Regions from separate parts of the Bombyx mori genome. Here region 1 is linked to region 2. Evidence: chromatin contacts called from public Hi-C data. All regions are on one chromosome and are shown on one strand. The core of a region is the stretch at or near the end of the contact, and the rest is flanking DNA. Distances in the headings are between cores, read along the strand shown.

Region 1 (5,218 bases), core at 1,130-3,629, 110 kb after region 2:
CTTCCATTGTCTTCTATCAGCCGTCACCTCAACACTCACTCCTTTCTCTCTCATATCATCATTCACACACTCCAACTGTGTCTTCTTCAGTCGATCTGTTCGCCTTCTACCTTGCACTACCTCCTCTCTCTATCTCCTAGTCACATGCATCTCCTCTCTATTTTTTTGTAGCCTAATATTTGTGTTTATTTTATAATTTTTAAACCTATTAATATTTATTGTAAAAAGTTACAATTTTTATTTTATTCCATGATTTACAGGCAAGAAAGAATGTAAATACCTATGCGACGTTTAATTGTACTGAAAAAAATAATAGGAATACCAATTTTATAAATTTCAATGCAGCTTTATATATATTATTCTAAAATTAAAACAAACCTGTGGGGTTAGCCTGATAAGTTAAAAGAAATCTAAAATAAGTGTTAAAAAAAAACATGCAATGTTCTTATTTCAAATCTGGACTTGTCATTTCAACAATTAGATTGTTCAATCAACACTATTCAACACAGTTGTATTGAACATTTTCTGACCTTACCTCTGGTGCCGCTCGCATGATTTCCCGGTGTTCCGTTTTCTTTGATTGGCCGCCCGTCCGCAGTACATTTTAAAAGCATTTTGATGATCACTTTTTACGTCTCATTAGACATTTCCTTCAATATTATTGTTACCTCGAACCAAAACAAGCACGACAGTATCAATGTAGTTGTTTTCTCTATACCGCCAACTGATTGGTAGTTCAAAGTGACGTCAAAAGTCAAATTGAAATAATCGAGTGGAATAGACACTTCAACTGTTTTAATTGTAAGTTTAATTGGAACACAAGTTGATTAGTTGATATAACACTAATTTACACAATAGCTATGTTTATATTACTAAAAAGCACTGATAAATTTAACGCAAACCACTCGTTTGATAACACCACTAAACACAACAATCAACCCAGCAAGAAGGGAACGACACGACTGAAATGAAAGTTGCTACGAAACGAACGTACGGTCAGCCGTGTTTTGATTGATACAGGCAGGCAACTGGCAAGTAATGCAACGAAAATGAATGAAATAAACATGAAGTTCGTCAAGATGTGAATTTCGTAGACAGAACAGTAATTTTGTTAGGGTTGGCATTCAGTCTCTTGGAATAAAATCCCTTAAACAAACACTTTTTTAATACGCTTTTATTATTTATATTATTTGCTTCTCTGAAGTTTTAGATATCACTAGTAGGATTGACGTTGACATTTAATTGTAGGCATTATTTAGATTACGAATATTGCAGACTGTTGTGATGACTGCTAGTTTCAGAGCTAAATAAAAAATTCCGTGTTTAAAATTTTTATTAAACAAATTTTATAAACCAAGTTATATACATTAATTTTTAATAAGTGTAGATATTATATTTTTTGTTACGTAGTGACAAATCACCATTTTGAATTTCATATTTCTTAAAATTACTCATTGTATTTTTACTTTTCTAATTTCAAGATACTGTTAACTATTGCACTGTCGATTGCATCTATAATTGAGGTGACACCTGTCATGTACTTATTGTCAATTTGTCAATGTTTTGTATTCATGATCACTTTGTTGGTACAACTAAATAAATCAATTAATTAAATACTACTATCGTCAACCGACATTTAGTGCTGGTATAGCATTGTAAGGCTGCACGGATTGCTACCACTATCCTGGCGACTTTAGCAAAGAAGCAGCTTCCTGGTTTGAAAGGTGCGATAGCTTTTATTCACGGCAACTTGGACTTTGCCCTCGTGCCTCAAGGTGAGAGGCGGGATTCATTCATTGTGATTTTTATGTGCTTAGGTAACCATTTTAAACTAGATTTGAGGTAGGCTGTGAGGTAGTTCATCAAAGCACGGTTTTTTCAACACAATTCTGTAACGCTTTGGCCGTAACTTGCGGACAGAGTGTGCCAACCATCGATATATTACCATCGTGGTAATATATCGATGGTCCCAACTAATAAAGTTACAAGTGGTCTTTTCCGTCATTTCGCTATTGCGTTCTTGAATAAACAAGCGAGCTTTTTGCATAGATCTCATAGCTTTTGTTTTAATGTAACATAAATGAGAAGCTATATGTAGTAAAAATAAAATACATGTTTACACCAACCAGATTTTTTTTTACTAAAAAATTACTTCCAATGGTGACAACCTTAATTTTTTTAATCTATTTCATCTCACTCACACGTTAAATTAAATACATAGTCCTTCACTGCTTATTTAATTCCTCAAAATAGATAAGCTGCATTATTTTTTTCAAACTAATTTTGTGTAACTAATGAAAAAAGTAGGGAAAATAAAACATGTCATACAATTACTTTTTTAACAAAAGCAATAACAACAATGTGAGAAAGATACAGACAGAAAGAAGTGTTTTGCAATGTTGGCCAACGCAAGTGAGTTAGAGATAGGTAAATTTGCAAAATCGATATTTGGAAGTGGTAGAGAAACTTTTGACTAACATTGGAAATTTTTAATAAATTTTTGCATTTTAGTTTTTCTTTTTTTAATGACTAACTTAAAATACAATTAAATATACATGCATTATAAAATTTATTAAAACAAATAATTAATTAATTTAAAAACAATCAAAGATACATTAAGCAATACTTCTAGTACATACATAAGACTTCTAGACAATTTCACTATTTCAATTTTATTTAGGTCGGTACTAATATATCATAGTTCAGTTAGAAAAAATAAACTCGATAGCACTGCAAGCTCTGTCTTTTCTTCTTTTTTACCAATCAAGATAATGGAATCAGGTCCAATAAGAAACTGTCTTCCACATTGCCACTTGGATCTGTCAAGACCAACTGAATTATTCAGTTACTATTCAGTTTTGGTAACTTATTTGATCTGATTCAAATAATAATTCGCCATTAGAGAGCTTTCCTTAATATATAGTTATCTTATACTCAATCGTTGTACAAAGTTACGAGACTAGTTTAGAGATGTATGTTACGACAATTTTTACTGACTTTTAAGAAGGGCATTTAAGTTTACAATTTACTTAATAAAAGTACATAAATCTTAGGTAACTAATAGCCACAGAAAATATTGCATTATTACAAGTACGAAAAATATTATTCTGTTCTTCAAGTGTGCAAATATTCGTAATAATTTTATAATCACTTTGAAAGGGATGAAATTGGATTACATAAACTTGTAATATCTAAATAAATCTAAAATTTTGAAACTGCGACCGTATTAGAACCCGATGATAAGGAGCAAAAAACCGAGACGATCGGATGATCTGAAAAGTTTTATCAGAACACACAGAGGACTTTGGATATGCACAGATTGAATCCAAGCTCTTTCGTAGACTTAAGGGTTCCATACGATCTATGAGAACAACTTTCTTTGTACAGTTAACTGAGAATAAAGGAGAAGATAGCAGAACTACACGCCGTCATGAGTAATAACCACTTAATAACACACATTCAAGTGACATTAGCCTTCTATCTCTTGTAAAACTACATTAATGTTCCCTACATCACATTCCCAACCTGGAAAAAATCAATAGACTATGTACTAGAACTTCTTGGGTTGCTCGAAAAGTTTCTATATCGCCATTTACTGGCAGGGCTAGTTAGATTTTACAACAATAATCTTCAAATAGGATGCCCGTAATCCGATTGCCATAACGAAAAAGGATAAACTAATTTAAAATTTAAAAAATCATGTAAATTTGAAATAGCTTTGCATTAATAGGTACTTAGGAAAACTATCGCTGTAGTTATTGACAATATGACAAATTTTTTTTAAGTTGGACAATAATAATTCCTCCAAATCATTCGACCGAATAGGAAATCGAATGATTCGATTGTCACTTTTCGTTACTGACTCAATAAGCGGCGCCATATATATTTTGAACGCGCCATTTTGGGAGCTTGATAGCAGCGACGCTTACGTGAATTCTCGTGATTTTGTGAAAAAGTGCCGCTCTTTCTTAGCACAGCATGGGTAAAAAAGAGAAGAAAACGGAGACCAGTGAAGCATCGAGCGAGGAAGAATATGTCGTGGAGAAAGTTCTTAACAAACGTACAGTCAAAGGAAAGGTCGGAATATTAACTAAGTTTATTTTGAAGTACACATTCCACGATATTAATATGGAAAGATTCTAAAGTTTTATTAATTTCGGTTACCATTGATGTTAATTTTAAGTGAAATGAAATTTAATGAACATGGTTTTACCCGTTTGTTTTGATAACCAATTCGCGGTAACCTTAGTGCTTAATGCTAAGTACACTAGCTATTCGCAGCGGTTCGGACGCTCAGGTTCTCATCTTGTTAATTTATACAAAAAGCGAGGATAGTTATGTTGATCATGTTTTTGTACCCAAACAAGGTTTCATGTCAGGTCTTAAATTTGAATTGATTGGTGTATTCGGTTTTTTAATTTGCTATTTTCATTTTAGATCCAATATTTATTGAAATGGAAAGGCTATAAGGAGGAAGAGAGTACTTGGGAGCCTGTTGAAAACTTAGACTGTGAGGAACTGATTAAAACTTTTGAAGAAAATAGGAAAGAAAAAGAGGTATAGTCAAAATTCGTAGTAGTGGGGAATATATGTAACTGTGTCTCGAACAATTTATTGAAATTATTCACTTAACTCGATTTTCAGTGTTAGTTAAAAATGGAATCATATAATTTATAAAATCATACTTCTCTTACTATTGAGGAGCTGCGTAATGACTTTGATCTTTAAGCATATTTTGGGTCACTAAATTCCAACAGTTTTAAATAAGCAATACTTGCAATGTCATAATTAAAACAAGAAATAGAAATTTCATCTATTAATGGTCCTATAATTGTGTGTGTGAATGGTTTTGGTTGAAACAAGTGATTTCACTACTCTTGGCTTTAGCCAATTGATTAATTTTGATACTCACAAATAATTTCGAATCTTTTGTTTTAATTTGCGTTTTACATAATAATATATTAACTTACATGTTGCCTTTCCAGAAATCTTCAAAAAAACCTGAGGACCGTGCTAAGAAGCGAGTCCGTGAATCAAGTGAGGAGACCAGTTCTGGTAGGAAAGGTCGGGGGGCAAGTGTTTCGTCGGCTGACGAACCAAAAGAGAGCAAAAGGGAAAGAAAGGAAGAAAAAAGCAAAACTGGCTTTGATAAAGGACTCAAAGCTGAGAAAATTATAGGTATAATATTTACTCAGACATTGCTGGGCATTCAAAGAGA
Region 2 (5,138 bases), core at 2,270-4,769:
AACGATAGAGGTCGGCGACTCTCCCTGGCTGGGGGTGGCCGGCGACAATTTCATCGAGTCATAACTGCTCACGAAGCTCATCTAATTTAACAAGGAAACAAAATTTTCATCGTTAGCTTTAAGTAATTACACGAAACAGTTTAGTTTCGATTTGGAATATTACGATGCGGTTACCTGGGCCTGTGCGTCGAGCGACATATTCTCAGACTTGAGTCTCAGATCGACGACCTTCAGATCGTCACTAATGTTACCGGTGGAGGTCTTTTCAGGTCCCTCAGGCCCACAGGAAGCGTCTGTGTGATCGACCACGGAGTGCTGGCTGGTCTCGTCCATCACCTGGTAACGGAAATCACCAGCGTATAACAATCAGATTGCGTAATTACTGATGGGAGGACGTCCTGTGAGTCCGCGCAGGTAGGTACCACCACCATGCCTATTTCTGCCATGAAGCAGTAATGTGTTTTGGTTTGAAGAGTGGGGCAGCTGTTTTACTGCTAAAACTGAGACCTTACAAGTCATGACTCAAGGTAGGTGGCGGCATTTACGTTTTAGATGTGTGTGGGTTCCGGTAACTACTTAATGTCAGGTGGGCCGTGAGTTCGTCCACATACCTAAGCAAAAAAAGGATCAGAGCTACACGAAACTATTACCCAAAGAGCCTCCACTTAAAACACGTTGTCATGTGTTTCGGATCGGGTGGTTTATAGATAGGGTAACGCAAAAAATACATAGAAAAAATTAGCACATCTAATAAGCATTCTCGAAGTAGCTTTCTTCTTTTTAATCGTTTCACTATAGGTAAAGCTAGGGGTAATAGCAAGGAGTAGCTAAAGCGCTAATGCACCTGTATTGCCAAAATTTACCTTTCGATTTCAATGGCCTATCTAATTCAGCTATATGTTACTTGCTCAGATGCCTTTTATAGAATACAGTCGACTCTCGTTAATTCGAAACTCGAGAGACACATAAAACATTACGAATTATCGAGTGTTTAAAATATCAAATGGTTCGAAATTTGTCAAGAGAAAATAAAGCTGTCGCGTTGTGGTAATTGAGCGTGCACTGTATTTTTGGTATGAGATATTTATTGTACCTTTATATGACAAATTAACGACTTAATATAAGAGAGACTATAAAATTTAGGCATTGCTCTTGGCGACTGGATTTGTAAAGAGATTGGTGTCATGGCGGATGTCACGCGCTGACATTTTTGCGTTCGGAAACTGAACACAGTCCTTGTATGAACTATTTACCTCACTCTTGAGTCCGAGAGGCGAGTGTGGGTCTGGCAGGATGACGGAGGGTCTGCGCACGGGCAGGGCGGGCGGCGGCATCGCGCCCCACATGAGCACCGGCCGCGCCTCCTCGCCACCTGTTGCACGCAACACAAAGCTGTAACCCATGTTCCCAAGTGTGGCAGCCCTAACTCCGTGCTTGTGCCTCACCAGCGTACCTCCACTTAGGATTTAGGTGCTTGAGCATTTCCAATTTATTTTTTTTCAATTTTATTTTTTTCAATTTTAGTTTTTGTAATACGTCTTCTTAATAATAATAATGATTGACATTGTTCAATTACATGAAACCCTTTGGTTTCACATGACAATGATTTGATTTGGTTTAAATTTGATTTTTTGAATCGCGTTGGAAAATCAATCATTAACTATAAAACGAAGACAATATTATAACTGCATCATAATGTATAATTATTCTGTACATTATTGTATTTAATCGGAAAAAAATATATCTGAAATCAGAAACCCTAAGTCAAATATAAAAACATAGATGAAATGAAAAATTATTGTAGTTAAAACAATATGAATACAACCATGCCTTAATTTATGTCAAGAACAGTTTTTTTATAATCCATTGGCATTTACAATTTTTATAATTCTTTACCAATGATTGACACTCTAATGTTATTTGTAGAATCATTGACACTGAAACATAATTATTAGCCCTGTAAATTGTAACTTGTATTAATGCAGTAGCTAATTTCTAGCTCTTCTGCTTTATAGTTTAAAAAAAAAACCTTTCTTCATTTGTAATTGATATTGTTGCTTTTCCATTTTACACCTTGTAAAATAGAATAAGGACCAAGATAACATAAAATTCAATGTTGTCTTTAAATAAATAAATTCTTAAATAAATTATTACCGATATAAATAAATTGGAACAAACTCTTTATTTTTTGAATTTTTAAGGCAAAATGCCAAACTCTATTCTGTTATTATTTAAAGTTTTTTTCAATTTAATCGTGTCACTCATTTTAAAGGAAATTTTAGAATTTTTTTGTATTTACAGTTCGCAGTAAAATCGATTGAAGTTTAAAACTGTACGGTTCATGTTTGTTAGGCAACCTTAGAAAGCACCTTAAGTGGAGATACGCTTCCAAGGGGGTTCAAATAGAGTGAAGCACGATTAATTTCTAGCTAGATGTTGGGAGGTTATGTGCAGTTTCAACCTGGAATCGATGTGTTGTGTCGGTGGGTAGTTATATAGCTCTCTGTAAAAGTGGATTATTGTTTTTTTTTTTAACTACAATTTTATGAATAAAATTTGAATTTGTATTTTTATTTATTCACAAAGACCCACCCGGGAAAGTTACAAAAATTGTATTTTATTTCAAAGATATTCTTGTATTTCACATTTGGCTTCAATAAAAACCCGTTCAGCCACATCTGACGAAGGGTATTTATTATTATTAATTATTTTGACACCTTTGGGCACCGTCAAACTAGGCGTTATTTTTTTAAAACAGGTAAACATATTTTTTTTGTGGTAAATATGAAATCAATTTTCTTTAGATATCCATTATTTATTTTTAATTTAAGCTTACTAAAATTTATAAAATTAAAAAATTTGGTTTATTTATAAAATTATACACTGAAGTGCTTTTGTCGATTTATTATGAAAATATCCAAATTAAACGGGATAATCGAAATTTACTTTTTGTTAAAAAAATGCTTTTCTCTTTGATGCTGTGTTGTTTTTATTGTAAAGATAAGATGAGTGTAATTGCGTGAGTATGTTGCACTGTCGAATGTATATGTGATCAAAACTTATTTTATAAATACATTATGAATACACGTATTTTTTAAAACAATTGATATTCAATGTCACGTTTTTTTAAAAATATAACTCAATATTATGTAAGACAATCAACAAAAAATTACTTTTATGTAATATGACAGTTTTTTTTTACTTTAGTAGAATACAAGTGAAGCTAGATATATATTTTGTTGTATTAGTGTTATCGACAGTGCGTCGGTGTGTAGTGCGTCGGTGTGTAGTGTGTCGGTGCGTAGCGTGTCGGTGTGCAGTGTGTCGGTGTGTAGTTTGTCGTATTGAAGTGTGTCGGTGTGTAGTTTGTCGGCTTGAAGTGTGACGGTGTGTAGTTTGTCGGCTTGTAGTGTGTCGGTGTGCAGTTTGTCGGCTTGAAGTGTGTCGGTGTGTAGTTTGGCGGCTTGAAGTGTGTTGGTATGTAGTTTATCGGCTTGTAGTGTGTCGTTGTGTAGTTTGTCGGCTTGTAGTGTGTCGGTGTGTAGTATGTCGGCTTGAAGTGTGTGGGTGTGTAGTTGGTCGGCTTGAAGTGTGTCGGTGTGTAGTTTGTCGGCTTGTAGTGTGTCGGTGCGTAGTGTGCGTATGCGTGCGTGTCAATACCGTGCTGGCGCGGGTCAGCGGGCAGCGGCGGCGCTCGGCTGTGGTCGCTACCTAGACAGACCTAGCTTGAACAAAAAGGAAAAAAAGAGAGAGTACGCCGTTTACGCATCAGTCATTTCTTCCAAAAACTTGTTGCTCATAAATATATATATTGATATGTAACTTATTTAAAATAAAAATAAAGAAAATCATGCAGACACTACAACCATTGAAAGCATTGCGCGGGTGCCGTCAACCAAAGCTTGTATGTATATATTTATTGTTAGTTAACTAATATGCTGTGTTTAAAACATAGAATGCACATTCGAACTGGACAACATGTCATGCTATTAACAGGATCGATTCGGTTGAAATCAATCTGTTGTTATGTAATAATGAACTCTATGATACAATTGAGATAAGTGTTAATTTCGCAACATTAAATCGATCTTGATATAAACCAGTGTTAATGCGCAGGACGAGCAGCAGTTCATCGCTTCTCTATAGATTTAAAAAAAGCTGTGATGAAACGACCAAAATATTTCTTTTAAATATGTGTTAGTGTAAAATTAGCACTTATTTTTACAACATCAGCGAGATTGAGAAAGTTCATGTTTTTTTTTCTGTTCATAAAATTAATAAATTCGGTTACATTAATGTCTCAATGTCGCTAATTAAGGTGAAAAGCAAAAAAGTGATGAAAAATGAAGCCAAAATTGTTCAACAATGCTATTTGAATGTTCGACCATAGACAAAGAAAATTTGAATTATTTATCTTCTATATACTTTTTTGTTACTACTTAATCTATGATTGTACTGTAGTGCAAGCTATTTTTGTATAAATAACATTGGCTTACGTATGACGTTTGGCCTCACGGTAAGCTACGACATTTAGATGAATAAATACACCAATCAAACATCCGGGCACCGTATCATCAGCAATTTTGTATTCCATCGGCACATGGAGAAGCGGACATCTTAGTTCACATGCTCTTCACTAACATGTTCGTGAGGGTAACAATGACATTTAGAGAAGCGTCTGTCGTTTCCGTTTCTATAAATTAAAAATCGAACTAAGACTTGAAAATAAACATGGCCGTTCGTTTGACGTTGACACATGTCATTTGGTGACACGATTTAATTATTTTTTTTGGATTTTATGTCCTGGTAACGGGACCTTTAAGCCATAACACGATTTAAAAAATTTGGAAAAACAAAAACGGAGACGAATCTCGCAACACCGACATGGTGTCCCCGGTGACGGGCGGACAGTACCGAAGCGGGTGGGGGGGTAGGGCTGGCGGGCGTTACCTTGCGAGTGATGGCGCGAGCAATGTAGGGGGCCCGTGTCGAGAGCGGGCGGCGTGTAGTAGAAGCAGTGCGGCTCCGACGCCTTGCCGCCCGACCTCACGAACAGCTGCACCGCCACCGCCTCGCTCAGGTCCTGTCGCCCGTACGCCGGCACGCAGCACACCAGGTGCGTCTGAGAACAACACACG

What was found. Hi-C and Micro-C count contacts between places; a contact is called where the count stands out from the background.
Region 1: a contact with region 2 is called in a Hi-C map of midgut, with 1.7 times the contacts expected there. The contact joins the promoter of LOC101735802 here to the enhancer-like site in region 2. A contact is called at or near these places in 2 of 7 Hi-C or Micro-C datasets (midgut and whole pupa).

What each region holds. Positions count from the first base shown.
Region 1 is chr4:1,525,388-1,530,605 of ASM3026992v2, forward strand. It overlaps LOC101735802 (nuclear factor of activated T-cells 5), which reads right to left and starts at 2,380. Exons shown (of 14, transcript XM_021349948.3): 1 at 536-2,380. The coding sequence starts at 614. LOC733127 (chromobox-like protein 5) reads left to right here and starts at 3,901. Exons shown (of 5, transcript NM_001047074.1): 1 at 3,901-4,077; 2 at 4,438-4,557; 3 at 4,986-5,178. The coding sequence starts at 3,979.
Region 2 is chr4:1,410,847-1,415,984 of ASM3026992v2, forward strand. LOC101735802 (nuclear factor of activated T-cells 5) reads right to left here. Exons shown (of 14, transcript XM_021349948.3): 9 at 4,951-5,122; 10 at 3,661-3,711; 11 at 1,254-1,372; 12 at 175-336; 13 at 1-81. Among protein-coding and RNA genes, the nearest start is that of LOC732901, 17 kb to the left of the region's middle. Within about 2 kb of position 3,520, at least 5 of the 8 cell types and tissues checked have open chromatin away from gene starts, as enhancers often do.